2 separate regions of the Mus musculus genome follow, and region 2 is linked to region 1. The links are chromatin contacts, called in public Hi-C maps. All regions are on one chromosome and are shown on one strand. Each heading gives the region's core, a stretch centred on a gene start, on an enhancer-like site or on the middle of the called end of the contact. The rest is flanking DNA. Distances are from core to core; before and after follow the strand shown. Region 1 overlaps 4930543I03Rik (a long non-coding RNA gene). Region 2 has its middle 83 kb from the start of Gm35422.

Region 1 (5,830 bases), core at 1,784-4,283:
TTTGTCTCTGTAACTCCTTCCATGGGTGTTTTGTTCCCATTTATAGGAAGGGGCAGTGTCCACACTTTGGTCTTCGTTCTTCTTGAGTTTCATGCGTTTAGCAAATTGTATCTTATAACTTGTGTATCCTAAGTTTCTGGGCTAATATCCACTTATCAGTGAGTACATATTGTGTGAGTTCCTTTGTGATTGGGTTACCTCACTCAGGATGATGCCCTCCAGGTCCATCCATTTGCCTAGGAATTTCATAAATTCATTCTTTTTAATAGCTGAGTAGTACTCCATTGTGTAAATGTACCACATTTTCTGTATCCATTCCTCTGTTGAGGGGCATCTGGGTTCTTTCCAGCTTCTGGCTATTATAAATAAGGCTGCTATGAACATAGTGGAGCATGTGTCCTTCTTACCGGTTGGGACATCTTCTGGATATATGCCCAGGAGAGGTATTGCGGGATCCTCTGGTAGTACTATGTCCAATTTTCTGAGGAACCACCAGACTGATTTCCAGAGTGGTTGTACAAGCCTTCAATCCCACCAACAATGGAGGAGTGTTCCTCTTTCTCCACATCCTCACCAGCATCTGCTGTCACCTGAATTTTTGATCTTAGCCATTCTGACTGGTGTGAGGTGGAATCTCAGGGTTGTTTTGATTTGCATTTCCCTGATGATTAAGGATGTTGAACATTTTTTCAGGTGTTTCTCTGCCATTCGGTATTCCTCAGGTGAGAATTCTTTGTTCAGCTCTGAGCCCCATTTTTTAATGGGGTTACTCAATTTTCTGGAGCCCACCTTCTTGAGTTCTTTATATATATTGGATATTAGTCCCCTATCCGATTTGGGATAGGTAAAGATCCTTTCCCAATCTGTTGGTAGTCTTTTTGTCTTATTGACGGTGTCTTTTGCCTTGCAGAAGCTTTGCAATTTTATGAGGTCCCATTTATCGATTCTCAATCTTACAGCACAAGCCATTGCTGTTCTATTCAGGAATTTTCCCCCTGTATCCATATCTTCGAGGCTTTTCCCTACTTTCTCCTCTATAAGTTTCACTGTCTCTGGTTTTATGTGGAGTTCCTTAATCCACTTAGATTTGACCTTAGTACAAGGAGATAGGAATGGATCGATTCGCAGTCTTCTACATGATAACCGCCAGTTGTGCCAGCACCATTTGTTGAAAATGCTGTCTTTTTTCCACTGGATGGTTTTAGCTCCCTTGTCAAAGATCAAGTGACCATAGGTGTGTGGGTTCATCTCTGGGTCTTCAATTCTGTTCCATTGGTCTACTTGTCTGTCACTATACCAGTACCATGCAGTTTTTATCACAATTGCTCTGTAGTACAGCTTTAGGTCAGGCATGGTGATTCCACCAGAGGTTCTTTTATCCTTGAGAAGAGTTTTTGCTATCCTAGGTTTTTTGTTATTCCAGATGAATCTGCCGATTGCCCTTTCTAATTCGTTGAAGAACTGAGTTGGAATTTTGATGGGGATTGCATTGAATCTGTAGATTGCTTTTGGCAAGATAGCCATTTTTACTATATTGATCCTGCCAATCCATGAGCATGGGAGATCTTTCCATCTTCTGAGATCTTCTTTAATTTCTTTCTTTAGAGACTTGAAGTTCTTATCATACAGATCTCTCACTTCCTTAGTTAGAGTCACGCCAAGGTATTTTGACCAAGCACAGCCCAATCTAGCTCATGTAGCCCAGTCCAAATCAATCCAGTCCAATCTTTCACCCCTACCCTCAACCTAGCCCAGCTCAGCCCAGCCCAGCCCAGCCCAGCAGCCCAGCAGCCCAGCAGCCCAGCAGCCCAGCAGCCCAGCAGCCCAGCAGCCCAGCAGCCCAGCAGCCCAGCAGCCCAGCCCAGCCCAGCTCAGCCCAGCCCAGCCCAGCCCAGCCCAGCTCAGCCCAGCCTAGCCCAGCCAAACCTAATCCAGCTCAGCCCAGCAGAACCAGCATCCCTACTTGTATGTCACCTGCCACAGTCTCTATGAGACTAACCAGACACTTCTGTTGTGTCCTCTGTGCCCATGCCAGGAGTCCTGCATCCTGTTAGAGAGCCCCTAGTACTCATAGATAGAACATGGTTGTGTTTGGTGCCTCCTCCTCCTACCCAGATCCTGTCACTGCTCTGTGCCTCCAAATTCATGTGCCCATGGGTCCTTCCCATCCAAGGGAAGGGATGCAGCTATAGCATCCAAGAGTGGCTCCTCCAGGGAAAACATGGAACAGATGACAATCATGGAGACTTGGTGCCATGTCTTCCTCCATAATGATTGTTCTCCAGAAAGCACAACCACAATGCCATAGACATGGTATTGTGAATTCAATGAAGACAAAGAAAGACTTGGACAATGTTGCTCTGGGTCAGAAAGTCCCAAAAGAGAGTCCTTATAGATGACAGAAACCACATGAAGATGTGTTAGTTCCTTTACTTGCGGTTGCAGCAAATACCTGACAAAAGCAAGTTAAGGGAGGAAGGATTAGTCCTGGCTCATAGTTTGATGGTGCAGTCCACCATGGTTGGGACGTTATGGTGGCAAGAGTGTGTGGCAGCTGGTCACATTGTACCCATAGTCAGGAGGCAATGATGAGCGTCGGTGGTCAGCTGTCTTTCTTCTCTTCAGTCTAAACTGCAGCCTAGGGGATGGTGCCGCCCAGATTGAGGGCGAGTCTTCCACCCTCTCTTTACTGAATCAAGAAATTTTCTCACAGTCATACTCAGAGGTTTGTCTTCAGGGATTGCAGATACTGTCACTATTAACCATCACCTAGCTGGAGCCCTACAGTGTCTGGAGCCTTCAGGAGCTGTAAGAGGTGGGCAGGAGCCTCTCCTGGGGCTGTCCGAGAGGTTAAACCCAGGGACGTCTGGTTTTCAGACGTCTGGCTTGTAGTATGAAGAGAAAACAGCTTTCTGTTGTTTTCAGTCGCTGAGCATGTGGTGATTTGTGGGGTAGCCCTAGGAAGCTAATACACTCGAAATACTGCTTACATGTCTCATTAACATCGATTCTGCAAGCTGCTTGTCATGTTCCTGCTCCATCGCAGGTGAACTGTGGTTGGTAGAGCAACAGCGCACATCCACGCAGCTGTGCTCCCCACTCCCCAGGTGGAGCCTGCTTGTTGGGTCCCTGATGTGATACTTTCCTCCTACTCACTCTGCCTGTGTCTCCTTCTTGCTTTATGCCAGCTCCCGGGCCCTTTGTCTCTGCAGTATTTGTCTCTGAGGCAGCAAGCAGCTCTCCTGCAAACAGTTGGCCCTGGAGGGCTGGATGGATGGCGTGGCTGGTGCTGAAGAGGCAGATGGCTTGGTTCATTAGGAGCAGGCCATATGTCCATCAGATGGGCATGTCCAAAACTCACTAATTTGGACAAACCAGCTCATTCAGATTGGCGAGTGTTCACCGAGCCATGGTGCTAGGGGCTGGAGATTTGAAGGTAATTCCTGTTTGAGGAAAAGACATGGTACCAGATTATGTTGAGCCTTTAAAAAAAATTAGAATTTGATTGTATTCGCTGAGCACAATTTGGAAACTAAAGGTAAAACAAACCTTAAAAACATAGGTGTCATTTATAAGTGCCTCACCTGGAAACAGTCAGATTGCAGGTGCAGGCCCTGGCTATGTAAGACTTGGGGCCTGTGACACAGTAACCTGGCAGCTGACTCCTCACCCTGACTTCCTTCTGCCACTTGGCTCCGGTCACCTGTGTCAGTCTCCACAGCTGAGTCCGAGTTGGCTCAGCTGCTTTCTCGTACCTCAATTGATTGGATCAGTCTCCTGTTGTGGAGAATTTATGTTCTTCCAGGTTTTAAAGTCTCATCATTATTTTGAAAAGCATATTAGTCTTATATTGTAAAATTACTGCCTGCCATGGAAAAATTACAACAGTGCCAAAAATTCTAAGAGAAGCCACCTGCCCCACCTCCAGACCCCAGAAGAGTGGCAAGATGGCTCCTTTCTAGACGTTTTATGCACCCACAGCACCCACCCTTCACCTGTGTGGCTTCTCCTGTGGAATCCAAGGCATGCTGGGTATAATACATGTCTCCTCTATTATCTACTTTGGAATGCAAGCATACAGGTCACAGTACACCATGTCTGCTGTCTAACATTCAGTAATCATCATCCTCCCCCTCTTCCCTCCTTTCTTATCTGCCTCTCTACTATCTATCAATCTATCGTCTTTCATCTATCTATTGACCAGTCAGCTACCAATCACCTGCCATCTATCAACCTATCATCTGTCTATATATGTGCATATATGTATATCTGTGTTATCTATCTGTCTATCTATCTGTCTATCTATCTGTCTATCTATCTATCTTTCTATCTATGATCTATCTATCCATTCAACTATCTAATCTATCATTATATTTCTAAATCTATCATCTATTATCTATCTATAATCTATCATCTGTCTGTCTATCAATCTATCAATTAACGATCTGTCTATCTATCTGTCATCTATCCATCGCCATCATCATCGTCATTGTCATTGTCATCATCTATCTTCTATCTATTATTATATTAGTCCCTTTTCTGTTGCTGTGTTGAAATACCACGAGCAAAGGCAATTTAAAGAAGAGAGGGTTTATTTTGGCTCACGGTTTCAGATTAAAGTCCACCATGGCAGGAAGGCATGGCAACAGGAACAGAAAGCTGTGATACCATATCCTCAGGCACAAGCATGGAAAACAGCAAACTGCAAGTGGGGCAAAGCTATGAGCTTTCAAATCCCACCTCACATGACATGCATCCTGCAGCAACCTATCCAACAGTAGCACCAACTGAGAACCAGGTGTTAAATGCTTGAGCTAATGGAGGACCTGTCTCATTCAAACCACTGTAATCGTCTACTGTGTGTGTATGCACATGAATACGTATCTATTAGCTATCTATATCATCTATCAGTCTATACAGATATGCACAAGTATATTTATCTATCATCTATCTATCTATCTATCTATCTATCTATCTATCTATCTATCTATCTATCTATCATCTATCCATTCATCCTCTATTCATCTTTTATCTGTCACAGGAAAGGATCACTTAGCACATGTTCTCCTTTCCACTGCACATACATCACACATCACTTCATATTAGCTCATATCATTTTCCCTCACTTTTGTAAGCTTCGTGTTCTAGAACACTCCAAGCATGTGGGCAGGTAGGAGGTGGTTTAGAGCCTCTTGTCCTGCTCTGCCCACAGTTTCCATAACTGGCCTTTTCAGAGAGAATCCTGGAGACCAAATATAGACTTGTGTGATATAGAGATCCCATTTAGCTGAACATCAGTGGATAGCCACATACCCTGGAGTATTTTAGCAGCATGAACTGCACTTGATTAGGTTTTTTTTTAAAAAGGACACAGAATTGAGTGGGTATGTAAGAGAACCTAGATCTGGAGGACTTGAAGGTAGGGATGGATATGATCAAAACACACTGTACAGAATTCTCAAATAACTAATTTAACCCTTGCTCCCCAATACAGGCTGGTGGCATCTCCCCCTCAGCACGTCAGCATCTGTCCTGAAAGGAAATTCTATTGCTTTGTCGAGTCATGAGCAGCCAGGTTTCTCCCTTACGTTGCTAGGACATCTCTTAATTAAAAAACAAAAACAATTTACAACATGAATTGTTCAATGTTTATTTTTATTTGGGTGAATTCTTTCCTGAAGTGAACGTACACCATTCTTTGGACTTTGTATGCTTTTCTGAGATTGTCTTAGTTAATTGGGTTAATTGGGGCCTTGCTTATAGAATTAGGAGAGAGAGAGAGAGACAGAGAGAGAGAGAGAGAGAGAGAGAGAGAGTCAGTCCCAGGCCT
Region 2 (5,830 bases), core at 2,154-4,653, 620 kb after region 1:
ATCTCTGCAGCACTGCAGGCAGGGGACCCCAAGTCTCAAGTTGCTGGAGTCAGAGAGCAGAGGCAGTGTGATGCCTACAAGTGATATGGGTGTCTCTCACTTGGTGGCACTGCAGATGCCATCCATAGTATGCCAGGAGATGGCTCATCGATCAGACTGATCACCTCAACATGCTAATAACTCACACTGGAGGAAAATCACCTTCCTGGCTCCTACCTTGGTGGATACAGGGTGGGCATCACACGTGGAAGGGGGAGACATTTTCAGATTCTGGTTAGCATCTGGTCATAATCCGTGGTCCATCTGACTGTCCAATACCTTCTTTCAAGCCGTGTTAGAGACTATTTATCTCCTTTTGCTATTTAGGGGTTTCACTTGGGACCCTCAGAGACTTCTCTCTTATCTTCTATGACCTATAACTCACCCACTGCCCCCCCACAGTATGCTGCTGAGGTCTATCTAAGCCCCACTGCCCAATTTGTAGGCCTGATTAATTATCCCTGCCTTCTGCCACTGGCCCGGCAGCCTTGGGTGAGGTGTCTGGAGTGATTGTTCACTATTGGCCCTCGTTTGTCACATTTAACTCTGCAGACTTCCAAAGGACTCCGGTTTCAATGCTAGGCTTAACAGGCCTTTTACAAAATCAATCCCTGTCTTTTTTATTTTAAATTTTATTGGGTGGGAAAGGACAAATTAGATCTCATTTACAGATACCTGCTTCTGAGATGACAGCCTGGCCAGTGGCATGGGTTTTGTTCTGGCTTTGCTGAACCATTTTCACGGCAGGGGACTCCCCCAAAAAGGAAGCTCATGTATCAAAGGGGGGTGAAGGATATGAGCCAAGCCATCTGTTAAAAGCCATAAACAAGGGGCTCTCATGAGCAAGGACAGGGAATGTGTTATTTTTTAAGAATACCAAGTGTTTTTAAAAAGTACATTTCCCCCTAATTGTAGATGAAAAGATAATTTGGACAGTGGGGATTATACCTGTAAAATATCTCTCCATTGTCTAATTTTACTAATAGATGTGTTGTGTAGATCTGTCACTGAGTGGCTCTGACAGTATTAAGAGCTGCAAGTCTAGGGAGGAACGTGAGCTAAACTGGCTCTGCTCCATGAAGCAGCCACGGAACCAATCGTGTCTGCACTGGAAAGGGGCTGGGGTGTCATATGGCTCACTTTGCTATTGTTTTCATTGTAATAATACACACATGTACACAAAAGATAATCTAATCCCTTTAAGCTTGTAGCTCAGTAGCACTGTCACATACTCCACAACCCCGCCACTACCATGCCCATGGCTCTTTGTGGTACTCTGAGGACATGCCTGACAGAAGGAACATAATGGGGAAAAGATTGCTTTTGGCTCATCGTGGACTCTGCTGCGGTATGTTTGTATGTTCTTCTGTTGACAGGCACTTGGTTAGCTCCTGCTTTTTAGCTACGGAACGACGTTGGTGTGAACACAGCTGAACAAGATCCAGTTGAAGTTTCTGTTTTCAGTTCCAACTTCAGAAATCCTAGCCCATCATAGCAGAAAAGACGTGGTGGTGTTAGGGGGCTCCATCGAAGGGGAAAGGAACCTGACACCAAGCCTCCTCCTCATATCTCAGTGAGTTAAGTAGAGGTCACACCTGCAGCCTGGAGCGTATATCCTTCAAAGACCTGGCCCTTGCCAGTCCGGACCTGCCTCCTAAAAAATTCACAGCCTTCAGAATGCTGCCAAAACTGGGGGGCCAAGTGCTCAAAACATGAGATTCAGGCCATGACAGCTACTATCCACCTCCAGAAAACTGTTGACCCTGCAGAAACAAACTCCATCTTCATTAAATTTCCCGTCCTCTCTCCCCTAGGGCCTGGAAACTTCCATCCAATTTTACACTCCTGTGGATTTGACTACTCTAGGGAAATCCTGCTGTCCTTGTGTGACTGACTATGTCATCAAACATAAGTCCTCAAGGCATACTCCTGTGTTAGCATGCTTATGTATCCCCTTCCCCTGTAAGAGTGACTAATATCCCATTGCACAAACTTACCATGGTATTCATATGTTCTTCCATAGACGGGCTAGTGGATAGCTTCTACTTTTTAGCTGATAACATTGGTGTGAACATGAATAAATTGGTACTGAGTTCTTGCTTTCAACACCACACACCCCAAAAGATGAGTGCTAAACGTATTTGTGTACACACATCCATATATGCTTGTGAGATTCATACATGTGGGGACATGCATGCGTTGTGTGTACGCATGTAGAGACCAGAGGACAATGTTGGGTGTCTTTCTCAGGCACCTTCTGACCTTAATTTTTCAGGATGGTTGTGGCGGCACACACATGCCATAGCTTGAGTGTGCTGGGAGTCACTTCTACCAGATGGGTTTCTGGGATCAGGTCCTCAGGCTTAGCAGAAAGTGACTTTATTAGTTGAGCCATCTTGCCCTCCCCTTCACTCTTTTTTGGAGATATGGTCTTCCATTGGACCTGGAGCTGACCAACTGGCTAGATTTGATGGCCAGCAAACTCAGTGAATTGATCTTTCCACTCTCCATCCAGACACCTAGCTCTAGAGTTACAGACACACGGCTCCTTTTATGTGTGTGTTGATTATTAAACTTAGATCTCCATGCCTGTACAGCAGGCCTTTTATCAGTGGAACCTCCCCCCAGGTCCCTGTGCTGAACTTCTGGAGGGTCCCCCATACAGTGCTCCATAGAGGCTGTTCCCTCTGCCTTCCCAGTAGGGCTGCACAGTCTCTGATTTCTTCAAAGTGTATTATCTCAGGACCGAGTTAAACAGTCCTGGCGCCAAAGTCATATTCAATGTAGATGCACAAGAAAGGGCTGCACGCAGAGACTCCCACAAGGCCACTCAGAGCACCAAGCACCTAGGCAGATAGGAATGTTGAGCTGTCCTCCCCATCACCAGTGTGTGCCAGCTATGGAAATAGTGCTGTCAAGCTCCACATTCCCTAAAGGCGCTTCTTGGAACCACACCCTAAGCCTGCATTACCTGCTCACCTACTCACTGCTGGGGCCACCGTGGGGAGAGATCTCTTCTTATAATGCAACACTTCCTTCCAAACTTCTGTCCTGCATCCCTTTATACTGGCTCACCTTTGACCCAGCCTCACAACTCTATGTTTCCCTCACATAGGGACCGTGGTACATAGGCACCACTGTTCTCAGTTGAGCCCAGCAGTATGGGCACAGCAAACACAAGCTATACAGACTACCGGGCCTCTCATGGTCATTCGGAGCTGCTGGCATGAGGCTGGTATGCAGAGCAGACCACAGAGTCCCCAAATGGTCTGATGGCTGAGCAGGCACACAGCCCTCTAAGCTGGCAGGGATTCCCTTCCCTTACCTAGGACATCCCTCCCCGTGCCCATGGCCTGAGGCATCCCACATTCCGTGGGTTGTAGTTCATTGACTAATTGGCAAGAACAGACGAGGCTGGGGTGACAGGGCCCCGAAGTGAGAATCTGGCTCAGTTCCTGCTAACACCACCTTCTGCTATTTCTGCCAAGCCCAGCAGAGCCCATTTGTCAGACAGATTCCATATTGTCAGAGCTTGGTCCACATGGCCGAACAGATAGATTTTTCTCTCTGCATATTCCAGGACAAGTGGTGGACATGCCCCTCTTGGAAGAGAGCATGGAACAGGTGGCCTGGACAGTGGGGGCAGGCTGCTGAAGGAACAGGGAGGTAGTCCTAGTGAGTCTTTGGCAAGCCTATGTCCTTTGTCCTTTGATGCACCAGAATGACTGGTACATAACTAGTCAGTGTGACCAAGGCAGACACAGGCCTGTGAGTCGTGAGGTCAGGTTGGACACTCAGACTATGAGATGCTGGCTGGATCAAGCGTCAATCAGAAGTTACAAAGGCCACCTCTCCTCCATGCAGAAAGGACTATAGGAACCCACCCTTTCCAAATCATCGATCCTGGATACACAGTGTCTTTGCTGTGTAGCAACTACAGGATAAGTGAGACTCCTTTACTCAGACCAGCCTCTGGAAGACCAGGCCCTGAAGATGAGAGACAGGCAGGGCAAGGCAGGGAGTTGGATAGAAGAGGTAGAGTGTGAAGGAGGCAGGGCCACCCTACAGGGAATGCAAGCAGCTCCAATGATCTAGGGCACAGGAAGAGAGAGCCACAGCAGTGCAGGGGTCTGGGCTCAGGCACTTTCCAGGAGTGCAGTACAGCACAATGTATAGAAACAGACTCTGTGTGAACAAGCAGGCCTGCCCTTCCTGTGTACCTACCGCCCTCTAGGGCAGGCAGCAATGCAGTCACAAAGCCTTCCTGTTGCCTCTACCATCCCTCCAGGCTCCTCAGAGGAGCTGGAGCAGCAACAATACTGGGTTTGGGGACAAAAGACAGGGCTGAAGGTCTGGGAAGAGAGGGCGGTATGGCCAAACCAGGGGCAAGAGCTCCACTCCTCTAGGAAATCTTGGGCTTAATCTTGCTTCAGAGAACAAGTGAGAAACAGAGATTATATTTAAAATCCCTGGCTGCATCTTGTCTAGTCTCAGCACCAGCCTTAGGCCAGAGGTCATCCAGAAACTTTGTTGACTAAAGTAACATGTCTGGCTGGAACAGGACAAGACCACCTCCCTCTGTAAGATTGCCTAGGGAGAGAGATCCACACAAGCCATGTGGTAACCACCCACAATTCTAGGCCCTTCTGTAAGACATGCCCCCGAGTGAGCTCTCAACTGCTCGTTTTTCATTCTTCCTCCACCAAACAAGGATTCTCTTAATCAGGAGCTTCATGAGTCTTAAAAGTAGTCACGTGAAGAGCTTTGGAAATGTTGAACTGCCCTCTCTGAATGTCAAGCAATATTATTTTTGAATCAGCTTCAAGACATTGCTTGAAGAAGTATTATTGGGAAATTGATTTTTCCCCCCAAAGTGTTCTTGCACCTTGATCCTTGAATATGTTGTTCTTTGCTAACAGGTACAATGCCCCCTGTGACTGGGGGGATGTGGAGCTACATCTGACCCCACAGAGGACTTTTTAGATGATCAGTGTGCTAAGAACAAGTGGATAGTAGCTGACATGTGCCTTTGGCTCTTCTTCATCCCCACCCTCCCCTTTCATCTCTGTGAACCTTGCATCTTCTCAAATGGAGCTTCTTGCACATGATGTTATAGTGGATTCTAGAACTGGAGGGTACCTGAAGATATTTGAGTTATCATTGTCCTAGCCAAGACCAAAGCTGAAGAAATCTGTTCTGGCCCAGGAAAGAATCTCAAAACCTCTATGAACCTTCCTCACTAAAGAGCCATAGCACACATCACCCAACTGCTGGACCTGTCTATGCTCAGCTTCTTGTAGGCTGTTGTGTAGCATTATTCCCAGATCACACTATAACACTAGGCCAGAGTAATGCTACAATTAAATTGGTGAACCAATGATTTTACTGGAATTGGGGGGGGGGGCTATGCTAGTTATATGGATAAGAGATGACATTGATGGCTCAATGTGGAAAGCCCCTCAAACTTAAGTCATGCCTTGTAAGAGCTGGAACCATGGAGCTCTCTGCATGACTGTGCAGCTCAGCAATCCAGAGAATCTTCTGTCCTCTTGTAACTTTGGAAAAGAGGGGCCTTGTGAATCTTGTAAGTCTTGGGGACGTCTGAGACTTGCATGTTGTTAACTTCCTAAGTCTTAAGGAGCCTCCTTCATGATGGATTTTCAATTTTGTGGAATTGCTACACAACATTTCCGTGCTTGATCTCCAGTCAAGTGGGTAGAGTTCCAGGTCTTCTATAGCCTTTGTAGGCTTGTTTTTCATTCCCTAAATTCAGTTTAGCCTCAGATTCCTG

What was found. Hi-C and Micro-C count contacts between places; a contact is called where the count stands out from the background.
Region 2: a Hi-C map of cerebellar granule neurons shows a contact between it and region 1, with 4 times the contacts expected there. The contact joins two enhancer-like sites. A contact is called at or near these places in 3 of 484 Hi-C or Micro-C datasets (cerebellar granule neurons and cerebellum).

The regions. Positions count from the first base shown.
Region 1 is chr15:86,760,513-86,766,342 of GRCm38.p6, forward strand. It overlaps 4930543I03Rik (a long non-coding RNA gene), which reads left to right. Exons shown (of 5, transcript XR_875537.3): 4 at 3,189-3,436; 5 at 5,495-5,622. Among named protein-coding and RNA genes, the nearest start is that of Gm52184, 25 kb to the left of the region's middle. Within about 2 kb of position 3,034, at least 4 of the 459 cell types and tissues checked have an H3K27ac peak or open chromatin away from gene starts, as enhancers often do. A contact at or near this core is called in cerebellar granule neurons and cerebellum, where this site is marked.
Region 2 is chr15:87,383,263-87,389,092 of GRCm38.p6, forward strand. No RefSeq gene overlaps it. Among named protein-coding and RNA genes, the nearest start is that of Gm35422, 83 kb to the right of the region's middle. Within about 2 kb of position 3,404, at least 3 of the 459 cell types and tissues checked have an H3K27ac peak or open chromatin away from gene starts, as enhancers often do. A contact at or near this core is called in cerebellar granule neurons and cerebellum, where this site is marked.